3 separate regions of the Mus musculus genome follow, and all the other regions are linked to region 3. Evidence: chromatin contacts called from public HiChIP or PLAC-seq and promoter capture Hi-C data. All regions are on one chromosome and are shown on one strand. The core of a region is the stretch at or near the end of the contact, and the rest is flanking DNA. Distances in the headings are between cores, read along the strand shown. Region 1 holds the start of Tspan33 (tetraspanin 33). Region 2 holds the start of Irf5 (interferon regulatory factor 5). Region 3 holds the start of 4930412F09Rik (a long non-coding RNA gene).

Region 1 (3,609 bases), core at 212-2,711, 1.2 Mb before region 3:
TCAAGTCCTTCTACAGCCTCCATTCAGTTGAACACATACTGCATTCTCAGGCACCGCTGCACCAAGCCGGGAAAAGTGATAGGCTTAGTTTCCACACAACACGCGGTTTGCTTTTATCTGTCCAAGCTTCGACACACCTTTTTGTGTCCACCTGGATTTCACGTCCCCACTGTCTCTAAAATCTCATCCTCCTCGTTTCTCCCGCCATGACACCTTCTGGTGCTCAACTTCTTCCAATTACATAATAGTTATTCATGCAGTTATTGTATTTCCACACTGGATTTTGAATCCTATTGAAACAAAATACCAGGGCTAGAGATATGGCTCAGTTATTAAGAGCACTTGTTGCTCTTACAGAGGACCAAAGTTCAGTTCCCAGCACTGACTTAAGGAGCTCACAAATCCCGGTAACTCCAGTTCCTGGGGATCTGACATCCTTTTCTGGCTTCCATCAGCACCTGTGTGCACAGTGGTACACACACACACACACACACACACACACACACTCACACACACACACATTTTAAAAGAATCTTTTAAAGGAGTGAAAGTACCACATTTTAGTGAGCCCCCTTATCAGCCATCTCCGTGTAAGTCATTTGCATGCACTAACAGATTCTTATTTGATCAATGCCTTACGCTGCAGTTTTCCCACTCAACGTTACAAAAAGTGTAGCTTGGGGAATCACGCTATTGATGGCAAAATCAGACTCCTCCCCAGGTTAAAATCGTACTTGTGTAGCTAGTACAATGTACACCACATTGTACTTGGGAGTCAATCTGTGCATATCCTATTAACATGCCAAACACAAAACAAAACAAAATTAAAAACAAAAAACCGGTGTCTCCACGTAAACAAACGTTCTGAGAGGGTTTGGATAGAGAGGTTGGACGGTAATGAGAGAAAAGGATGGTTTGAGAATTCCACTGTTAGGTTATGAGGCTTTTAAAACGAGCATTTAAAGTATTTGATTGCTAAGCAGGGGTATTTATTCTTCTCTTTCTGGTTGTTAGTACCTGTCATTTGTCACTCTGATTTTATTGTCTTGATCCCTGAGGATCAACCTTCTTTTCTATTCCCACAGCGTTTAACGAATTGCTCAACACACAAAGTGCGTACTTGTTGATTTTAACGTACGTGTGTTTGCGTGCGTGCACAGCAACTGGGCAGAGGACGTGGGTGTGGGATGCAGGAAACATTCCTTTTCCTCATTCTTTTTCCCTTAAGCAGCTGCAGCCTGCAGGCTTTCCGTCTAGGCGGGCAGAAGCAGAACCACTGACCCTTTAGCAAGTTGTCCCTCACAGAACAGGTGTCTCCCCCGCCTCTCGGAGGAGAGGGATGGCTGGCTGCTTAGTGACATGGGCCGCCGACCAATGAGAAGTCAGCCTCGGGCAGCCTCACCAATGGCCGTCCGGGGGGCGGGCCCGGTTTCCTGAGAGCCGGGCGGGCCAAGCTGGTCTGCGGCCGCGGTGGAGTCTCCGCTGCTCACGCTGCCCGCCGCGGCTTCAGCGGCGGCGCCGTTCCCTGGCCGCGCGGCTCCCCGACGCACGGTTCGGGCGGCTCCCGGCGCGGCGCGGCTGCCCCGGCGTTCGGGTCCCCGTGGCCCCGCGGCTCCCGCCCCGGGCTGCAGGGCGCACAGGTGGGCCGGTGGCCGCTGGGAGATAGGCCCCCCGGGGGCAGCGGCGGACCATGGCGCGGAGACCTGGCGTGCCGGCTGCCTACGGGGACGAGTTCTCCTTCGTCAGCCCGCTGGTGAAATACCTGCTCTTCTTCTTCAACATGCTCTTCTGGGTGAGATTCGGGGGGTCAGGGGGCACCCGGACTCTCGGGCATCTCTGGAGCGCCGAGGGGGCTGCCTGAGGCTGGGAGGTTTGGCCTGGGCTGCCCGGTGCCCAGGAGCGTGTCGAGTGGTGCTTCGTAGTTTTCTGAGCTGGTGACACTTGGGGGCATTTCTCCGGGGGAGGAAAACCACAGTGGCGCCGTGTCAAAAGGGGACGTTAAGAGGTGGGCAATCATCCTTGCTGCCAGGGATGAAGCTTTAGCAGGGATGAGGATCTGTGTCAGGCCATGAAATAAAAAGGGTTTGGGGAAAGAAAGAGCTGGCTGGACAGCCCCATGGGCATATTTCATGGTTAGGGACTTTCAGGCCTGGGGGCTGGAAGGCCCGACTGGCCATACGGGGCGCGGGGCGGGGGTGGAGGGAGAGAGAAGGAAGAGAAACCCCAAGCCTTCCTTCGCCCCAGTTCCTCAGGGGCTTGTGTCAAGGGACTATATCTGTCCCTTTTGCAGGCCTCGGGTGTCTGCTCCTGTCAGGGCTGAAAAGGGTTAAGAATGGTCTCCAGGTCCGATGTGTACCCCAGCATGGCCCTAAACTTTGCCCTACCTTCTTCAAGACCAGCTTCTCTACTTGGAGCTGACAGGCTTCAGATGATTCAAATAGGATTTTGTTGTTGTTGTTGTTGTTGTTGTTGGGCTGGAAGCTATGGCTCCTTTCAGAATCTTTTGTTTGGGGTGGAAAAGTGTAAACAATATTAACCCCGAGCTCCTGACACCTGGATTTCCGTCCCCTCTCTACCATCCTTATTGATTTGACTGATCTGGGTAAATATGTTCAAGTCCACAGGCCTGCCCTTCCTCCCAGCAAAAATCTAATGCAGTGTATTGGGGGATGGCAGGAGAGGGCTGAGAATTCAGGGGGAGGGGGAGCCCATTAGAGAATGCTAGCTGAGTCCTGTTTCATAGCCAGAGAGTGCGTGGGCCCCTCTGGATTTGATAACAAGGGGAAGTCCTTCCCCATCTCTCCATTCTTCTGCCAGCTTCTACTGCACCAAAGCTGCAGCCCAGAAGCCTATCATCTTTGCCTCTTTCAGCCTGAGACCAATAGTTCAGATTTGCCAGAGGGAATAATAGTGGGCCTGAACGGCCTCCTGGGAAAAGGCAGATCCAAGGCCACTGCTGGAAAGGTTTCACAGGGGCCCTGGTGTGAAGCACAGGCACAGGGTACATAAGTGCCAGCCTATTGGGACAAATGAGAGACATCCCAGAGGGTGGTGATGACGCTCACTCTCAGCCATTGTACTCTTGGGAAGATTGAAGTTTTGGGCTTCTGTCACAGTCTCGGTTTTGGAACTAGAAAATCCAGCAGTTGCTGAACTTCCACGGTTTTATACAGGAGAAAGTTAAATCGCAACAACAGTCAGGATTTTCACCCGTGGCACCAGCTGGTTAGCAGGCTTGGGCTGGTGATTTTCAATTGAGCCAGCATGTGTGTAGGGAAAGCCCGGGACTTGGATGGCTGCTACTGTGGCTGGGGTAACCAGTCAACCCAAGTTCTCTTGGCCTTACTTCTGCTTCCCTGGGAGATTTGAAAACAGCAAAAGCCCTCTCCACCACCCTGCAGGGCTGAGGGAATGTACTAAGGGGAACTCACCACAAAGGGGCAGGCACTAGTGAAACCACCTTCAGTGGGGCCTCACATGGGCTTCCCGGCCGAGGCCTTGCTCCTTTGGAGCCTCACTCTTACCTGCCCTCCTCAATGCCGGCAGCCAGTGCCTCTGTCACTCGTGTTCACGATCTCACAATCGCTTTCTTGGATTGTTTGCTTCCAC
Region 2 (3,447 bases), core at 771-3,270, 1.4 Mb before region 3:
GGGAAGACAGGATCTGAATGGAGCAGAATCTTTTCGGAGCCCCGTTTATCTTATGGCCTGCCGCTGAGTTTAGGCCTCAGCTGCCCCAGTGCAGACATGCGCCACTGTGACTGGATCCACCCAGAGTTTTAATTTTAAAAATGTGAAACAGAAGGACACATGGCTCAGTGATAGAGTGCCTAGCATATATGAGAGGGTAATATATTCAGCAGATACAAATAATATATTTCCATTTTATATTCAGCTACAGTGAAAGGAGGGGGAGATATATAGAGAGAAGGAAAACAAAAACAAACCCACTGGATTCTCTCTGCTCATTGAAGTCTAATCCAGACATCCCTGGGAAGGCAGCAGAGGTTAAGGAAGAAGCCACAATTCTAATTAATTAATACCACGGTATCTGTCAGCAATCTAAGGCTTTAAATGTAGAGGGTAAACAGTATGTCTACAATGTATATATTTTACTTGCTAGCTAAAGTGAACAATGGGGTGTGTGTGTGGGGGGGGGGGGGGTAAACAAGATGGCTGGCAAGCCTGACAGCCTTAGTTCAGTCCCTGGGCCAGGCATATGAAGGAGAGAACTGGCTGAAGTTGTCCTCTGACATACTCATGCTTATGTGTACCCACAGATGTACACACAAAATAAATGTAATAACATTTTAATTTAACAATTCATTCAGAATATTTGTGTATTAAAAATATCTCTAGGACCGAAGAGATAGCTTGGTAGTTAAGAGCATCTGCTGTTCTTGCAGTAGACCTGGATTCAGATCTCAGCACCCACACCCCCTCGCTCACAACAGTCTCTAACTCCAGTTCCAGAGAATCCAGCGCCCTCTTCTGGTCTCTGCAGGAACTGCATGTTCACGATGCACATGCATGCTGACAAAATACTCATATACATAAAAAATAAAATAAATCACTAAAAAGAATTAAGATGGTAAACATTTAAAATATATGTGCTTATATCTTTAGTTAAGCTGCCTGCGATGCTACACCAAATCTCAGCTACTCAAGGCATCTGAGCCAGGAAAATCGTTTGATTCCTGGAGTTGGAGACCAGCACCGGCAACACAACTTTTTACCCTTAAAAGAGTTAAAACCCAAGAAACAAATACAATAACCCTTTAGAATTATGACAGGGCAGAGAAGGCAGGCACTTAGTAGCACAGTGCTTGCTTAGAATGTGCAAGGTCCTGGGTTCCATTATCAGTAAAATACAAATATAAAAATAAAAATTACTATAGATCATGAACCATGCAAGACAGGGTTGGTTCCCAACTAAGCTGAATTTCAGTGGAAATTAGACGTTAAAATCATATGGAAAAATCAAACGGAAAGACTCTGGAAGTCGTCTCCACCCCTCCTCCAAACCAATCAACAAATTACACCAAAACACAACAAACCAAAAGCTGACTCAAGGAAGGGGTAGACCTTCCTGGAAAAAACACTTAGACTATCAAATAATATGATGCTGACCCAAAAGTTGAAGAGTGAGAATCAGCGAATAATGTTCCTACATGAACAGGATGTGTGGAAGTTGAGGCCAGCATCGACTCGGACAGGAAGGCCCGTTTATGGAACCGGGAGGTCGGGGTGGGGGTGGGAACCCGCTCAAAGGGCAAACCCAAACCACGGTGAAGGTAAGGGCAAAAGAAGAGGTGGGCTTGTCAGTCACATGGTGAGTTGGAGCGGTCCGGAGGGCCAGTGTTAAGGCTGAGGAGACAGAGTGGCCCAAGGTATGTTGAAAGGGAGCTCTCAGGGGTCTCCCAATGCCCTGGAGTGTGGCTCCATCGACGCCCGCGCGCAGCGGATCTCCAGCTCCAGGCGGGCGCGGACTAGGTGAGGACAGGCTACAGGGTATCTGGGGACTGGGTGATGGATGACTCTGTCTCCCCGGATTCCCAAAGGAGCCCGGCGAGGGGCGCCGAGCTGTCTGCGGTCTCGCGGAGGCCCCGGGCTTCCCCGCGGTGGGCGGTGGATGGGTAGGGGCCCGGGGCGCGGGGTGGTGGCGAGGGGCGGGGCGGGGCGCTGCCCCGGGCGGGGGCGGCGCGATGCGGAAGTGCGGGGCGGGCTGGGCGACCCGCGGGCGGTGCAGCTCGGCGAGAGCTCAGCTCGGCCGCAGCGCCAGGCCGGGGCTCCAGGCTCCCCGCGGGCGCACAGCAAACAGGTAGGTCCCGGGGCTGTGGGCTGTGTTGGGCTCCTCGCCCCGAGGGCGGTGGGAACAGCCCCGGGCTTCAGCCAAGCCACGGCTCCGACCCACGGCGACCTGCACGCCCCGGGCACCTGCCAACGGGGCCAGCGGGGTCGGGATCCCGCTCCTCCGCGGTGGGCGATGATCGAAGGCGGCGCCGGGCCAGCGCGAATGGCTCCAAGGCGCTCCGCACCAGGCCAGCTCGGAGTGCCGGGCTCCGGCCGCCAACGTTCGCATGCTCGGGGAAAGTCCCAAGGGCCCAGTGGACATCCCCACTGCGCCTCGCCAGGGTCAAGGATGCCAAGCGCCCTGTCACAGTCTGGCGGGGACCAGGGAGGAGCGAGTTTCCGACCCCGACCCTGTCGGCACACAGCTCGTCTCTCCTCCCCGGCCACACCTCACTTTTTCGACTAAAGAGGTTGAGGTGTCAAGCAGCGATCCCTCCCAAGGATCTTAAAGCCAAGGACAGGAATCTGTGGGAATAGAGTTTGAGGGGAGACGTTGTCAAATAGAGGCTCTGCTCCTTGACTCGTAGCTCAAAAGGGGACGACGATTTATTCTTAGCTGTTGAGAAGAATCGGGGCGGGGGCTGATTAATGCTTGGTCTAGTTTCTTGACGGCCTGCCCCTAAACTTAAGAAGTAACAACTTAGAATCTGAACGTGAAGGGAAAGTGTAGTTGGGCCGAAACGCAGGCGGAGAGATGTCCCGGGCCAGTATTCGCCCTCGGTGCAGATGTCTCCCAGACTCCAGGTGTCTCTCGAACCTCCAGAGGACCCAGAGCGGGTACCTAGTAGCAGGGGTGGAAGTGGGGGCTTTCTTGGCCTCCTCCTGGCATAGCAAGGCGGACACGTCCCGGTCCAGAGGAGCGGACCAGGAACGGACACTAAGCCAGTAACCCCGCGATGACTCCAGGGGCTGACCCAGGTTCCTTCCCACCCCCACCCCCCTTCCCTCCGCGTTATGCCCCGGGTGGAGTCTGCCGGGATGATCAGGAGGGAACGACCTGGCCTGAACTCCAAAGTGAGGATAAGTGATCAGGACCAGAAAGGATGTGGACGGGGCTGACGGAGGCTGGAGAGGCTAAAAGCCTCGCATGAGGACCTGTGTGATACAGTACAGCATTCGCCCTCTCTACTCCCTAAGCTCCTGGCTAAAGTCTAGGAAAGAGATAGGTAGGAGACCACTCCTATTAACTAAAAGTCCTTCGGGGGTTTTCCCTTGAACTCTGGCCTTCCCCCAGCCTGCCCCTGG
Region 3 (3,644 bases), core at 911-3,410:
ACAAAAACCAAAAAACAAGAAACCCGCAAAAAACCCACAAAAATTAAAAGCAAGCTAGACATGCTAGTGCATGCTTTTAATCCAAGCACTCAGGAGGCAGAGGCAGGTGGATCTCTGTGAGTTCAAGGCCAGCCTGGTCTAAAGAATGACTTCCAGGTAGCCAGGGCTATACAGAGAAAGCATATCTCAAAACAAACAAACAAACAAAAAACAGAAATAATGAAAGAAAGAAAAAAGAATAAAAGGAACGTAGAGAGGAAGGAAGGGAAGGAGGGAGAGAGGGAGGGAGAGGTTAAAAAGTCCACAAAAATGCCATTAAATTTGTTTTGTTGTGTTGGTCAACAATTCCTGGGCATGGGGCCTACCCTGAAATGTGGTTGATATAGTTAATGAGACTCCATTGAAAAACAAAACAAAACAAACCAAAACAATTTTCCCTTTGCCAGCAGGTACCAATTGCAGATCGTTCCTTGATTATGAAACCAGAACCTGGTGTCTGCTTCTCCCTCTCAGTTCTGGGACCCTTCTGTCTTGAACCTGGGAAGATCTTGTCTAAGCTGCCATGGTCTCTATGAGTTCACATTGTGCCTCAGTCCTACTGTGTCTCCCATACCTGATGGTGAGGCCCTACTGCTAAGGACAAAACTTATGTCATGGAACACAAAGGACGTCTTATGTGTTCTGACATCTTTACAACCACACTGCATGGGGAAACTTCTCCAGCACATTCTCTTCCAACTAACCTTATCCCAAGTCTCCCTGAGCTTCTATTTGTGCTTGCTAAATTATTCAGCAATATACACAAGGGAGAGAACAGAAAACAACAGGCCCGATAAGAGCTAGCACTTCACCTAAACCATTGTTGTCCCTTGAAGGTAGGATCATCTAGCCGTTTCATAGGGAAGACTGGCTTCAGCTCTGGTTTTAACTTCTTTTTCTGAGACATTGTGGGAAAGAAGTCATTCTTGTTGGGTTTGCACCGATGGAGAGTTTCCTGAGGATGGAAAAAAAAAAAAAAGCATGAAAGGGAAAGGAAACTGAGTCTCTAGAAGTTGAAAAATGGAGCTGAGTTCCTGGCCTAAATCACAATGGAATGTGAAAAGTTAAAATGGCAAACCCAACCTACCAGAGAAAAAGAAATCACAAAGACCACAAAGAGAGGAAGTGGGGAGAGACCCATTTTATCCTCAGGTACCTTTCCCCAAACTGGGTCAGTTTCCGGAGTAACTGACTGGACTCCTTAGCCATGGGCTCCTGAAAATTAATGGCAGAAGTTGTTCCTGGGTTTGGAAGAGTTTATGGCAGAAAAGCTGTGCCCTGCTCTGAGTTACTCCATATTGTGTAAAATGGTGACTTTTTAGCTGTTCTTTCCTTGGGTGACACCATTTAACAAAGGAGCTTTAAGCTGCATTTTAAGAGCAAGTGTGGAGAAGGAGGATTCTGTATTTTGTAGCCCATGTAGAAACCACCTTCTGTTGAGCACCAACCCTGAAGCAGACTGACAAATAACTTACTCCTAAAACTGAAGGGTACAACACTCCGATAAGGTCTCTCCAAACTTCTCAAACTCTGAAGCTTCTAGATCCTTTTCTAGCCATTCCGAAATCTTCACATTTGTGGGTGGGTAGATGGATGGATGGGTGGATGGAGTCACCACGTGACACACAATGTGCACAAAGTTGAGAGTTTTTATTAGTAGTTAAGATTGTAATAAAACAATCTGTGTTTGCCAGCAGCCAGCTATCAAGGGAATACAAGACTGCTTGGCAAATTGCAGCCAACCAAAGCAAGCAAAGTGGTTTGTGAGTTTATGGTTACTTAATGAATTCTGACATTAGGTAAAGACACAGGTGTGCCTGTCTGTCTCTGACACAGCACACTTACAACAGACCCAATCTGTGACTTGCTCGGAAGACCAAATATTTAGGGGTAAATCGGGAAGCCAACCCATGGAACTCTACCTTCCTTCCTTTCTTGGAGACAGCTGCCTTATCTGCTATGTTCTTTCTCTCTCTCTCTTTCTTTCTTTCTTTCTTTCTTTCTTTCTTTCTTTCTTTCTTTCTTTCTTTTTTTTTTCTGCTATGGAAAGGCCATAGAATGAACGGTTTTATGATGTCATAATTTTACCATTCCTAAAGGTCACATAATCAAAAGCTTTCAGACTCTTAAAAGTCATCCAGTCTGACTGGCCCCCTGGCTCTCACATCCCATCCAGAATTTTCCTGTCAAGTGATCCAGTTGTCTTATACCTAAAAACAAAGCAACACCAACCTAAAAGACAGGTAAGCTGGCTCAGCAGGTAAAGGTGATTGCTGTCCAAGGCTGGAAACGTGAGTTCCAAACCTAAAACTAATTCCACAAAACTGTCTTCTGACTTGCACACATTCTAATACCTCCGTGCCTGCTCTGCCTTCTCCATGGAACACACACACTAATCATAATGGCAACGATGCTAAGAACAAGCTTCATCTTTAATCAGCTAACACATGTCTCCTTGTAGCTTTTTTTCCAAAATAGTTCCAGCAGAATGAAGCCAGTGCCTCTTACACAGCACACTCAATTAAAAAAAAAAAAAAAACCCACCAGGTTCCACCTAGGTTCTGTTTTCCCTGAGATACACAGTGTCAATATTTTAAACTATTTGTCACCTGACTCAGTTTGAATTGCCTTCTTCTTGTGATTTATCTTACTAGAGAAAGTTACAAGTAATGTTTTCCTAACGGGAGGCTATGTAAAATGAGACCCAGGATGCTGGGAGCAGCAATCACATGATACGTCCCCTGACTCCTTTGAAATGTCTATTGAATAGCCATAACCTCTGCTGAGCACCTCCCTAAATTACACTATCTAAACCTCCCACTCACATTCTATTTCCCCTTTCTGATTTTTTTTTCCAAAGCACCTGTCACATTATAAACGATCTGCATGGTTGCTTCTTTGCAGTCTGCATAGAGAGTTTAAATCATTAGACTTACACTTCAGTAAAGTAAAGACTTTAGAATATTCACTGATATATCCTCAGTCCTTCATAGGATCTGGCACATAGGAGAAGAGAAATGTTTGTTGAACTGATGACCAAGCTATCAATTGACATATTAAGCTTTTACTTTCCTGACTCGAAAATCTTTTTAAAAAATACTTGGTATCACCACTGGACGATTGCATTTCCGTTCTGAATTCCTTCTCTTTGAGCTGTTTTAGTCTGAAGATATAGAACCTTACGCCAATTATTTAATAGGTGACTTAATGAAATAGCACAACCAAAGCACTAGCATGTAGCTAATGACCCTGCCATTAAAAACAGCAGAAACCTTAGCAGAACTGGGTCTGGGGACAACAAACAAACAAACAAACAAACAAACAAACAAACAAAACAAAAGGGGTGTCGAGATGGCTCTGTAGTAAAGGTAGAAAAAGGGGCTTGTTGCCTGATGATCTGAGTTCTATCCCCAGGGCCTACATGATGGAAGGAGAGAGCTGACCCCAGCAGGTTGTCCCCCCAACCTCCACACGCCTCTCTCTCTCTCCCTCTCTCTCTCTCTCTCTCTCTCTTTCTCTCTCTCGTTGTAAAGTGACTTATATTATTTGACCTAACCTGTACAAAAGACATAAAATCCTGGTATTTTATTTGCCGGCTGTAAACC

Evidence for each region. Promoter capture Hi-C pulls out the DNA fragments that hold promoters and counts their contacts. HiChIP or PLAC-seq counts read pairs in DNA pulled down with a chosen protein or histone mark.
Region 1: a contact with region 3 is called in a promoter capture Hi-C map of liver, with 6 times the contacts expected there. The contact joins the promoter of Tspan33 here to the promoter of 4930412F09Rik in region 3. A contact is called at or near these places in 5 of 39 promoter capture datasets (erythroid cells, hippocampal neurons, liver and 1 more), 1 of 115 datasets of contacts at active chromatin or transcription factors (bone marrow-derived dendritic cells) and 1 of 9 other capture datasets (liver).
Region 2: a contact with region 3 is called in an H3K27ac HiChIP or PLAC-seq map of bone marrow-derived dendritic cells, with 4 times the contacts expected there. The contact joins the promoter of Irf5 here to the promoter of 4930412F09Rik in region 3. A contact is called at or near these places in 3 of 39 promoter capture datasets (hematopoietic stem and progenitor cells, liver and pre-B cells), 2 of 115 datasets of contacts at active chromatin or transcription factors (bone marrow-derived dendritic cells and large pre-B cells) and 2 of 9 other capture datasets (adipose tissue and liver).

What each region holds. Positions count from the first base shown.
Region 1 is chr6:29,692,753-29,696,361 of GRCm38.p6, forward strand. Tspan33 (tetraspanin 33) reads left to right here and starts at 1,462. Exons shown (of 8, transcript NM_146173.3): 1 at 1,462-1,792. The coding sequence starts at 1,691.
Region 2 is chr6:29,524,605-29,528,051 of GRCm38.p6, forward strand. It overlaps Irf5 (interferon regulatory factor 5), which reads left to right and starts at 2,021. Exons shown (of 9, transcript NM_012057.4): 1 at 2,021-2,170. Gm26627 (a long non-coding RNA gene) reads left to right here. Exons shown (of 3, transcript XR_868831.3): 3 at 1-100.
Region 3 is chr6:30,901,402-30,905,045 of GRCm38.p6, forward strand. 4930412F09Rik (a long non-coding RNA gene) reads left to right here and starts at 2,161. Exons shown (of 4, transcript XR_868928.3): 1 at 2,161-2,282. Tsga13 (testis specific gene A13) reads right to left here. Exons shown (of 8, transcript NM_054073.2): 6 at 852-994.